3 separate regions of the Hordeum vulgare genome follow, and regions 2 and 3 are each linked to region 1. Evidence: chromatin contacts called from public Hi-C data. All regions are on one chromosome and are shown on one strand. Each heading gives the region's core, a stretch centred on a gene start, on an enhancer-like site or on the middle of the called end of the contact. The rest is flanking DNA. Distances are from core to core; before and after follow the strand shown.

Evidence for each region. Hi-C and Micro-C count contacts between places; a contact is called where the count stands out from the background.
Region 2: a Hi-C map of seedling shows a contact between it and region 1, with 3 times the contacts expected there. The contact joins the promoter of LOC123401392 here to the promoter of LOC123401170 in region 1. A contact is called at or near these places in 3 of 6 Hi-C or Micro-C datasets (leaf and seedling) and 1 of 1 datasets of contacts at active chromatin or transcription factors (embryo).
Region 3: a Hi-C map of leaf shows a contact between it and region 1, with 2.9 times the contacts expected there. The contact joins the enhancer-like site here to the promoter of LOC123401170 in region 1. A contact is called at or near these places in 4 of 6 Hi-C or Micro-C datasets (leaf and seedling) and 1 of 1 datasets of contacts at active chromatin or transcription factors (embryo).

The regions. Positions count from the first base shown.
Region 1 is chr6H:382,827,856-382,831,995 of MorexV3_pseudomolecules_assembly, reverse strand. It overlaps LOC123401170, which reads right to left and starts at 2,070. Exons shown (of 3, transcript XM_045094908.1): 1 at 1,914-2,070.
Region 2 is chr6H:382,590,522-382,594,661 of MorexV3_pseudomolecules_assembly, reverse strand. It overlaps LOC123401392, which reads right to left and starts at 1,994. Exons shown (of 5, transcript XM_045095179.1): 1 at 1,576-1,994; 2 at 461-605. The coding sequence starts at 1,836.
Region 3 is chr6H:382,979,915-382,984,054 of MorexV3_pseudomolecules_assembly, reverse strand. It overlaps LOC123404355 (regulator of nonsense transcripts UPF2), which reads left to right. Exons shown (of 17, transcript XM_045098274.1): 17 at 555-1,962. The coding sequence ends at 1,514. Among protein-coding and RNA genes, the nearest start is that of LOC123404355, 18 kb to the left of the region's middle. Within about 2 kb of position 2,469, at least 2 of the 3 cell types and tissues checked have open chromatin away from gene starts, as enhancers often do. A contact at or near this core is called in leaf, where this site is marked.

The DNA.
Region 1 (4,140 bases), core at 821-3,320:
AATGTGGCAGCACAAGAAGCTACCACGAATTGCCCCAAGGAAGACATGCATACTTTATGAGAGAGATAATCACAACCGTTACCCCTTTTTTCGATGAGAAACCGTCACCCTTTGCAAGTTGCAATCGTAAGAATTCAGAGGGAAGGTCGGAAACTTGGGAACTGAGATAGGGAAACATTGTAAACTTGGGCTTCTGTTATTTATTTCAGAAAATTACAAAGAATGGAATACAAAAGTATAATGACAAAATAGATATGCAAACAAATATGGTACAAGTTTGGTATTTCCGAAATGACGTATTTAGCACACATAAATTCCCTAATAAATGACCATTCATTCAACCCTCTATTTTATACTCCCTCCATCCCAAATTAAGTGACTCAACTTTGTACTAACTTTAAAGTTAGTACAAAGTTGAGTCACTTATTTTGGAACAGAGGAAGTACTTTTTTACTATCATCCACACGCCGCTTCACAACAACGTCGGACTGTTACTTTCAGAGTTTCTCAAATAAATAAAAAACATGTTGCATTCAATACTATTTTTCATTATTTTGGAACATACTTTAAGACTTTAAGTGCCAGAAAGTTTAGATTAGTTGGCCCCACAGCCACAGGGTTTTGGTTCTAGCTCGGCCACTGTCTGTATGACTATGACCTCATGAAAATGACAGTCTCACCTGCTTATCAAACGTGGAACGTGGTGGAAAGCACAAATCTTTACTCTAAACTCTAAAGTAGTTTGTGCAAACTGACAGTAACATTCTCAGTGGGAGCTGCTGTGTAATATGTTTGAAATGCTAAGCAAGAAGTCAAAAGGAGAAGAGTACGGTAATGTCAATGAGAGGGGCCACAGAAAGGTGAAGTGCATGAATTAGCTAGTACTACTGGTACTTACTAGAAACAGGGAATGGAATATAGAAACACGAAGGACGCGGTGCAGCGACAGAGAAAGATCAAACTGTTTTTTTTTTGCGAAGAAGAGAAAGATCAAACTGTTGTAGTTAAAAGATCATTACGACGATCAGATATTCAGATTAAGCGCGTCTACTAACTAAGCATTTGACAATTCATTCATTCAGACTTCTTTTGAACCTCGTATACTATCCCCCATCCAAAGTTTCTCAACAAAACAGATTGGATTGTAGTAACTGGAATAAAAGAAAAGGGTGGACCGACGGAAATTGGAAATCGCTACGACTTTTCTCGCGGAGAGAACTTTGCTGAGCAACAGGGATCGTCCGTGGTAGAGAAGAAAGAATCTCAACAGAACGAAAAGGAGCGGCATGGATGAACTCAACCCAGTCGAGCAAGCGAGTCTGATCGAACAGGATCGCCCGATCGGATTTAGCATGTTCCAGATCACGGCGAGGGAAAAGCAAACGAAGCGGCATTAATGGCGAACCAACCAACATAGATTCCTTTCCGCCCAACAGTGGCTACCCCGCTCCACTTACCAGGAATCAAATCAGGCCCTTCTCAGTTCCCCTCTCCACTCCCTCCCCGATAAATGCCAAGGGACGGGCTGGGTTAAACGGGGGGGAACCTATAGCCATGAAAAACAAAAGGATCTTCAAAAGATGGGGAAAGGGGGGGAATTCTTGCATGATGAAGGGGAAATAAAGCGAGGAAGCTGGGTGTTCTCAACAGAGGACGCCTCAAGAAAGTTTTTTTAAAAAAATTGCCCCCTTATTTGTCCCTTAAATTTAAGGCTCTAACGATAATCAAGGTTAAATAAATGGGGGGAATTTGGAGCAGCGACTCCTGCTTCCGCCGCTGTTTCCGTCCAACTCTGTGTGCCCCTCCCCTCCCTCCATCGTGAACCAATCGATTAAACTAAATCCCAGCTAATGCCAATTAGGTGCGGGAGTAAGTAATGAGGTGCGGAGAAACAAGGAGCGTGCGTGGCGTACCTCGACCTCGACGGCGTCGGTAGAAGAGGAGGGAGGGAGGGAGGGGGGCTCCTCTCCTGCCGCGCGGTCTCCTAGGCACCAATACTGAGAGAGAGAGAGAGAGACCACGATCTAGTAGTACGACGGGAAGGACGACGAGCTTTATGTTGGGCGTCAGTTTTATTATACATATACTCCTATGTGCTACCCTGCGTACTCTATCCGGCGGACACGGCCAAAGTCGCTAGCTAGGACCGATTATCTGTGAGAGGTGGCGATGCGAAGCCTCCCCAGTCCCCATGCAATTGTCACTGTCCGGTTTGGATGCCGATGGGGGGCTCGGACACGTTTGTAACCGTTGCAAGGTATAGAATCCATTTTCAGGTTATTTTTTTCTTTTTAAAACGGAAGTAAAAGTTAGAGCAACTTCAATGAAGCGACCCAAACGGACGGCGATTTCGTCCGTTTTTTTTGTCCGTTTGGATCAGCCGCCCACCCCGCGTCCGTCCTGTTTTAGATATGGGTCGGCGTCGACCCATATGTGTCGGCATGGCCGGCTGGCCGTCATATTTTGCATGAATTTGCATAGTTTGAATCAAATAACATAATTTGGATCGAATAAAATAGCATAGTTATTACAAGCCGAATGAAAATCACATAGTTCTCACATAGTTTTGCAAACGAATAAAAGAAGATAAATCTATTGGTCGCCAACATCAGCCCACATATGCTCAACCAAATCATTTTGCAGTTGCACGTGAGTTTCTCAATCACGGATGTCTTGATGAAAATTAGGTGAACTGTTCAAACGTTGCCGCTCCTTCATGCTCACGCACAACATTCTCACCCTGAAACTGAAACCCTTGATCGTACAGACGTTCCGGGCGCTCGTCTTCTACGAACATATTATGCACGATCACATAAGCAGTCATCACCTCCCATAGTTTCTGCGTGCTCCAGGTATTAGCAGGATACCGAACGATGCCCAATCGAGATTGCAAAACACCAAAGGCACGCTCGACAACCTTCCTAGCACTCTCTTGCTCTTGGGCAAATCTTTTCCTCTTCTCTCCGACAGGCTATGGTATTGTCTTGACAATAATCCACTAAGGATAGATACCATCATCCAGGTAGTATCCTTTGTCGTAGTTGTGGCCCTTGACAGTAAAGTTCACTGGTGGGTTGTTGCCTTCGACAAGCCTAGCAAACACCGGCGAGCGCTGAAGCACGTTGATATCATTGTGTGATCCGGCCATGCCAAAGAAAGAGTGTCAGGTCCAGAGATCTTCAGACGCCACGGCCTCTATTATGACAGTGCAAGCCCTGACATGGCCCTGATACTGCCCTTGCCAAGCAGAAGGGCAGTTCTTCCACTCCCAGTGCATGCAGTCTATGCTACCAAGCATCCCTAACCCATGCTGGCATTCATGGCCAACAAACGGGTTGTATCTTTAGTAGTCGGCTCTCTCAAGTACTCAGGGCCAAACACAGCAATAACAACCTTGCAAAACTTATACAGGGACTCTAGGCAAGTAGACTCGCTCATACGGACGTACTCGGCAATGAGATCATCTGTATGCAAGCATTCGGATGGCGGCAGTGCATTTTTGATAAGAGGAAAAAACCTATCTTGCCAACGGCATCCTCTTTACACTCGAAATAGTCATCATAGCCGACCACCCCCTCTCTAATACGGTTGAAAAGATGCCTACTCATACGGAAAGGACGGCGGAATTTTTTATGTTTGAACAATGGGTTTGTTGTATCAAAGTAGTCCTTTCAAAGAAGGAAATGCCCACTCTCTCGGTTGCGATTCAACGCCGGAAGGTAGCCCGGAATGGAGCCACGGAACAACTGCCGCTGGCTGTTGAGGTGGTGATGGACCAACACGACAGCCAATATCTCCTCCTCGCCATCGGACGACGAATCGTCTGAGTCGCAAAGGAAATTGTGAAAAAAGAACTCGTCGGCGGAGTCCATTTTGTACCTTGGCAAACTGTCGGACAGCTTGCGGGCGTCGACGAAGGAGACGGCCGGCGAAGGGAGTCGCGGCGCGCACGGACCAGCTAGCTGCCCTGCCGGCGTCCGACGTGTTGGAAATATGCCCTAGAGGCAATGATAAAATAGTTATTATTATATTTCCTGTTTCAAGATAATCGTTTATTATCCATGTTATAATTGTATTGAATGAAAACATAGATACATGTGTGGATATATAGACAAAACTATGTCCCTAGTAAGCCTCTAG
Region 2 (4,140 bases), core at 745-3,244, 240 kb after region 1:
AGTGAAAGTAAAAAGACTTGAGTGAGTCAAACTAGAAGCACCACAAGTAAAATATGTGCAAAGAAGTGAAAATGCTATGTGTGCAAGTGCATACATATATTGTAAACTGTTTCGTATTGCATACTTATCAGAAATTAGAAGAATGGAAATTGGTTTAATCTTTTCAATTCAAGCCAGAAACTTAAAAATACAGTTCACACCAGCATATGTGGACTAGTACAATAGTGTGCCAGATAACAACATACTGTTGATCTGCAGAAGAAAAAAAACATAGTGCCCCATACTTCACAATATTAAAGCCAAAGATATAGTTACAGAAGTCACATTCGACACGCATATAAACATGACGGGATGACAGCACCAATGCAGGACTCACTAAGAATGGTTAAAAAATTGCAGAAATAGTTCAAATATGTGGACCACTAATTATGAATTCAGACAGTGGTTTCAAGATACTTACGCATCCTTGTGAAGTTTACAACTGCTGAATATACCACAGACGATATGGCAGGCAAAACAAATATAGGCAGCACTCGAATTGCCCTCATTTGCCAAGTGAGATCTTCGTCTCTTGTCATCATGATGGCATAACCAACAGCCACAGCCTGAGAATAGGACCAACTATTAAGAAGGCACAGATTGCTTGCTGGATACTTAGTACAAAAATAGCCATTACTGGTCTAATATAAATGTAACCCATAGAAGTGCAGAACTCAACAATTCACATAACTAGAGGATCGCAGAGGCAAGCTGTGAATCCCCAAACAGACTCTCACCACAGCATAAGAGGAAACCAGTGTTTCCTTTTCGGCAGATACTCAAAAAATAAACCCTCTCGGCAATCCTACTTAGTGTTGTTCTAATGATACCTCAAATACACCAAACTGCAACTAGATTATAAAATATTGTTCCTGGAAATACACAAATTGCGCAACATTGGTTTCTTATGCATTGACAATCTAAACATATAATTCAACATACATCAATTTCTACTTTGAAAACAGTAGCACACAACTGAACATTTTGGGCAGGCGTACACAGTAATAACTCCAAAAGGAAAGGAATCCACAAACAGCATTGACTTGTGAACATGAATATCTGACAGAACAATCATAGCGAAAATCTGTGCATCTCTTCCCAGTAAGAAGATCTACTCTAGAATCTATGAACCAGAAACGCAGTGTATCCGCCCATGTGGCCAACTGGCCATGTCTAATCAGCATGGATGATCCCGAACTTTCAAAGCACTCTGTCTACTTCGTTCCAACAAAGCTGGTTCGCTTTTAACCTCCGGGGAAAATATAACACCCCAATCGCATGTTCACAACCTCGCACACGACCGCGTACGCGCACGCACAGAAGCACGGAAAGAAAAAAGAAAAACTCCGAAAGTTCGACTGAGAAAACATTGAGGCAGCCAAATCTCCGAGCGTGAACAAATGGAATCACCGCGAATCCAAACCTAGGCGCACCCACGGCCGCTAGAGCAGACCATGATCATCTCAGATATGACATCCACACGCGTAGTAAATTGGAGAAGGAACAAAGAGCGGGATGGTTAGGGGATTTGGCGACCTCGGCGAGGACGGAGAGGACGATGATGTTGCGGACGGTGCGGCGGGAGAACTGGGTCCGGCGGCGCATCCGCGCGTGCACGGCGGCCTCCTCCTTGGACAGGTACTGCAGGCGCTTCTCGTAGTCCTCGCGGCCGCCGAAGATCCCGCGCCACATCCTCCCCAGCACCCCTCCTCCCGCCTTCTTCTTCTCCCCCTCCTCCTTCCCCTTGCCCTTGGCCTCGACCGGCTCGCCTGCTCCGTCCGCCGGCGTGGAAGCCATTGCCGGGGCTCGCGGATCTGCGCGCAGCGGGATCCGATAGGGAGGGTGGTGGTGGGACGCCACGCGACGGTGGCCTGGCCTCCGCGCTGCCTCCTTGCTGGCTCTCTCTCTCGAGAACTCCCAGCACTACTTTTTGGTGATTCGGCGTCCAGGTGGGGTGGGGTGGGGTGGGGAAATGAGGACGATGGATGGAACGCACGCGTCCAACCACACAAGCAGTAGAACGAAGTCGTACCGTGCCGTATGCCCGTTACGCGTTCGTCCGGGCCTGGGAAACCGACGGTTCGGATCGACTACAACCACACCACGAAAGCACCCAATTCCTCAGCGATCGGGAAGCAAAGTTTTGCATCTTTCTTTCGGTGGCTTGGCAAAGAGGCAGGGGAATGCTCGTCTGCCTTGGGTTCGGGGGCACGAGCGAGTCAAACACGCACGGCAAGCAGCCGGTCACCTGCTCCGATCTACGGGCGCCGGACTGGGATTTGGAGGCTTTCCGCACCGCACGCGTCGTCCATCATGCCTCCATGTGTGCCCCATCGATGTTTCCGGCGCATTAAAAAAACAGCCGCTGACTGCTCGGAGATCCAACTGGCACTACACCACGATCCGTGTGCGAGTAGAGTTTCTACACATGTTTAGTTGTTGGACATCTCATTCAGTTACATGAAAGAAAAAAAATCTTGGGTTATTCATTTATGATGGCCTAAACGTCATTTTCATTTGGAGGTACGTGGCAGCTTTGAAAGACTCGCGAAACTGCATTAGGGCAGCAAAAAAATGCTATGGGCAGAAAAGGGAAGGCTTTAGATCATCTAAGATTTTTCTGCTGTAGCAGATGATGTAAAAATTGGTGCCTTGAAATTTTCAACTAGACCATCGCATATTCTAATATTTCCAAACTAAAGAATGTTTAAATCGGAAAAAGACTAAAGAATGTTTGATAATTGAGCGTAGCTCTGATGGTTATGTTAGTTTAATGAAACCAGCTCATACTTGTAATCTACGTTGAATTTCGTAAAAAGGAACGGGTAATTGCAGTATAATGTGAGTAATTTTTTTTCCTCAGTTATGAAATCAAGGTTTATATCGAATCAATAAAAATATCAACCACAACCGTCTTCAACGGTTGCACACAAAAGAAAACAACCAACTTAAACCCAACGCGGTTAAGAGGGTTGTCAATCCCCTTGGTCTCGTTATTTGCAAGCAAGTGAGGTGTCTAGATAATTGTAAATTGCAAAATAAAATAAAAACAAGTAAATAGCAACAAGGTATTGAAGGTTTTGTAAATATATGTGAATAAATCTGAGGGACGTTATTTTTCCTAATGGCATCTCTCATGAAAACAACATACGATGGGTAAACAAATTACTGTTGGGCAATTGATAGAAAAGCGGATAGTTATGCGATATTCACGGTAATGATCATGTGTATATAGGCACCACGTTCATAAACAAACAAGTCGACTCCTGCGTGCACCTATTACTATTCTCCACTCATCGGCCGCTATCCATCATGCATCTAGAGTATTAAGAAAAATAAAGTAATGCATGGAGAACGATGACTTGATGTAGACAAATCAAACTCAAGCAATATAAATAAACCCCATTGTGTTATCCTTAGTAGCAGCAACACAAAGACGCGGCTTGTCCCTTCTGTGAATGGGATATAGAAATTCGTCAGGTTGAACCTACTACAACGCACCTCTCTCGTCGAAGAAATATCAATCTAGTTTGCCAAACTATTTTAATAGATCGGAGAGAATTACGAAGCTATCATAGGCATGCACATCAGAGTCATATTAGTATTGAGAGAAGACTCAAATATTTATCATGAATAATCTAAACATAAACCCATAATTTATCGGATCCCAACAAACGCACCACACAAAAGGATTACACCATATGGATCAAAGCGAAGATGCGATGATCATTGTATTGAAGATCAAGAGAGGGAGAGATTGACATCTATGTACTAGTTATGGACCCGTAGGTCTGTGGTGAACTACTCACACATCATCATGAAGGCAACAAGGTTGATGAAGAGGTCGTCCGTGATCGATCCCCCCTCCGACAAGGTTCCAAAACGGAGCTCCAGATGACCTCCTGTTGGAACAGAGACTTGTGGCGCCGTAAAAAGTGTTTCGAGGCTGCTTCTAGGGTTTTTTAGGATATATGAGAATTCATAAACCAGAAAACAGAGTCGGGAGGGCCTCGAGGGGCCCACAAGCCATGAGGGCGCTCCCCCCCCGGTCGCCTCGTGTTGGCTTGTGGGGCCATCGGGTGGCCTCCAACCTTCTTCTGA
Region 3 (4,140 bases), core at 1,220-3,719, 150 kb before region 1:
TGGCTGACAGCCAGCTCCACCTTGTTGAAAATTAGAAGAGTGCACACATATATCAAAAGACGTCCACAATCGACGTGTGATGTTCTTCACAAACATTAGAATATTGCATGCTATATTTGACATTCCTTTTGCAACCAGGCATCAAAGACCCGAACCATTCAAAACATTCATACCAGGGCACTAGGCCGTTTTTTTGCCCTTAGAGAATGTCCAAGAACACTAAATTTTTTTTTGGCTTCTGGATGCTATTAATCTTTTAAAAATACAATGAGTAAAAGAAAATAAACAAAGATAAATGTATGGTGTCGAGCCCTGACTTTTGTAGCAGCAGCCAGGCACATGTTCCAAAGTAAACGTAATGCAAATGAAACAGGGCAATACCTTAGATGAACCTATTATTTTTGTTATAAGGCAGTAAATGCTGTTTTATTGTTGTTGTTTTTGTACTAGGAGTTAAAAGACAAGTCAACATGATAGTTTTAATGTAGAATCAAATATATTCCATAGCTCTATTTGCACATTCCTTCAGTGAGCTCATCCATATGTTCTTTCAGGATTTGTTTGCTGAGCTACGACCAAACATGACCAGATATTCATCAATAGATGAACTTAACTCTGCATTAGCTGAACTCGAAGAACACGAGCGTGCGGCTTCAGTAGAGAAACCTGAGAGTGAAAGGCACTCGGACAATGAATCTCAGAAAAGGCAGCCACATGATGATGGCAGGGGTTCAGCAAATGGAGCTGAAAGAAATGGTAAGGATCATGGAGAAGGCGCAGATAGTGAGAGCTATTCAGATAGTGGCAGCATTGGTGGTCATGAAGATGAAGAAGATCTTCTGTCTGAGAAATCAAATGATGCATCGGAGAACGAAGGTGATGATGAGGACGATGGGATGCCTGTTGGTTCTGATGAAGATGAGGGTGTTGAGGTTAGACAAAAGGTTGTGCAGGTTGATCCCAAGGAGCAAGAAGACTTTGACCGAGAGCTGAAAGCCCTTCTACAGGAGAGTTTGGAGTCACGTAAATCGGAGGTGCGTTCCAGGTCCAGTTTGAACATGAAGGTACCAATGAATGTCCTTGAAGGTTCAAAGGATGCAAGGGCTGTGGAGTCTGAGAGTGGAGAAGAAACTATGGATGAAGAGGGTGGTAATGCTGGCGGTGGCAGCAAGGTGCGCGTTAAGGTGCTAATGAAGAAAGGGCACAAGCAACAGACGAAGCAGATGTTCGTCCCTGGCGACTGCTCTCTTGTACAGAGCACAAAGCAGCAAGAAGCTGCTGAGCTTGAGGAGAAGCAGAACATTAAGCGAAGGATCCTTGAATACAACGAGAGGGAGGAAGAAGAAATGAATGGCGGATCGTCACAAATGGGGAACTGGGGTCAAGGAGGGAGCAACACTGGCAGCAGTATTAGATCAGGTGGGCGGGGCAATTGGGATGGCTGGATCAGGGGAGGCGCTCGGCGTCACCATGCTGCTGGTGGTTTCTACCAAGGATATGGCAGGAGAAGATGAATGCCATAGTTGTCCCTGAGGTTTTTGACAGGGCAATGGTGTCAAACTCCTAACGGAGAAGAGGATGCCTTGAATTAGTTTGACAGGACGTAAACAGGATGATAGAAAAGGCTTTTCACCTCTGAATACAAGTGGTGGGTCGACTATAGAGCCGGGCCCCACTTGACAATAAAACGACAATACCGCTGACGAAGGAGAAGAATGTCTGAAAGGGCGTTCTTCTGCTGAAGTTGTTCAGTTGGGCTGGTTTGTTAATGTGTACATAAAGATTTTCTTTTGTACTGGAGGGACACCTTGCTTCAGCTGTAAACTTGGAGCGTGCATATCTACCTGAATGTAGATGTGGTGTTGCTATTTGCAAATCTTCCACGTGCCAGAATTGTTGCTTGGATGCCATGCCAGTGTGTTTGTATAAACCATAGACGAGAATAAACACCGATCATGCTCATTCTTCTGCCTTAGTGTGCAACATTGCTGACATCCTTCTGAAACGTGGAACACAAGTCAAATCATTTCTATTGTATTATTACACCAAATTCTGGAAGTTGGTAAAAATCTGCCAGACTTGCAGCCTGCTCAGTGGCTCGCAGGTTCGCGGCGCGAAACCTCAAAGGTTCCCCGCAGCCGTGTAGCTGCAATATATGTGGTCGAATCCAAGTCAGAAACTTTTTTTTTGTTTGAGGGAAATCCAAGTCAGAAACTGGGAGCGATCAAATCAACAAACTAGTTCCCCCTGATGATGATTTCCGTCTAATCGACCGATCGCTTCCGCTTGGTGCGCTAGAGGCTGTTTGCGTGCGCGTATATGCATCTGTACAACCATGTCTGCCACGATCTGATGCTACTTTTACGCGGAATGATCACGACGGAGAAACAGGATGGCTACGCCGTCTACCCTCAAGGCACATCCACATGCGTTTCTCTAGTTAGAGAGATCCACAGGCGGGGCGGCCATTGTTCGTGCCGCACCTGCACCACAGCTGCTGCTGGTCAGATCCGTGATAATGCGGTCCTGATCTGTACCTAGGTAGCGTAGCAACAGCCAGACATAGAGTCGGGTGAGGAACAAACTACCCTGTCCGTCCATAGTCGCGGCCATGATTTTCTCTTTAGGGCCGGGATGCCAGAGCTACAGCACTGGGAGAGAGAAAGAACCAGTTTCCGGGTGGCATCGAATCGATGCGGCCGGAATCTCCGAGAGCGTCGTGTCGCCTCCCTGCTGGCTCCGTGAGGAAGAAGAATCTGGCGCGGGTGGACGGCGAACCTTTGACCCCCCTCACCGCAACTAGTGCTTTTAGATTCTGCATCCGCATCGCATTACCGGTCCGGCGGTCTAGCGCCAGTAGCCACTCCAGTATGGTTGCTGTCTGTCTGTCTTCCTTCTTTTCTCGTCTCAGTGCGTGCCTTGCCTTCTTTCGGCCGCCCGCTGGTACGTACGAGTAGTTCCCTTCTCGGTCCCTAGTTGGTTGGATAGAGATGCATTTCCCTCTCACCGGCCCGGCCGCTCACTGACGTACGTGGAAAAGCAAGGCCGTGCCTTCCTTCGTGTGCAAGCAATATATGCTATGCATGCATTTCCCCCTCTTTTACACCTATCACCTATGAAGCATCGATACAGATACGGGGATACGGGATACGGTGTTTTCTAGAAACAGCAATACAGTGATATATATTGTGAGCATATATACATAATTAATAACAATATATATGCAATAAAGATAAAAAAATATTGCTTGGATCAAAATGCTGCATTGTTTGTTGCCTCTGTGCCTTTTTTCAAACCCATGTGGTATGTGCCCACATATTTATGTTAATATATGTCGATCTCTAGTCTCAACAACAGCAACATTAGTATGTCAGCAACAGTAATCAACAGCATTATGCAGCAAAGCAAAGCAGCCATGCACTAGAATGGCAGCAAGCCAACACCCGACAGGCCAGCACGGGATGAGTGGAGGAGAGCAGGGACTGGAAAAATAAGTTAGTACTTTGCTGGCCATAGGCGGCCGAGGCGAGCAGCGAGCAGCAGAAAATCGATTCCAGGCAGCAGCAGCGACAATGCGCTTATGCGGTCACTCAATCCAAATCTTGTGCCTACTCAATTGACCAGATAGATAGAGAGAGAAAGAGCGCCCTAGGTTAGAGCATCTAAACCCTGTAAAAACGCAAACTATAAAAATGAGACATGGGTCAAAAAAATTGATATTTTAAAGGTTTATTTTAGCTATGTCCGAACAGAAACTGTAAAAAAAACTGTTAAACTGTAATAAAGAGCTCCTCCTTCGATCTAACGGCCGCATCCAACCTCGTCGGACGCGCCCCGTCACCCGTCGGCCATGCTCCGCGCCCAACCTCACCGTTCATGCCTTGTCGCCCGTCGGGCATGCCCCGTCGTCTCCGTCGTCAGAGACTTGCTCTGTTGCCAGCAACGTCGGCCGTGCCGTGCCCCTTTGCCTGCCGCGCTGGGAGGACTCCGACGGCCAGGCTGAGGTCATGGGAGGCTATGGCGTGGTCGAGCTCGTCCAATTCAAACCGGCGGCGATCGATTGTGGCGTCCAGCGGTTTTTTTCGGCGTGCGGTAATGAATCTGAGCAAAATCCGCAGCGGCGTGTTTGCTTCGACGAGG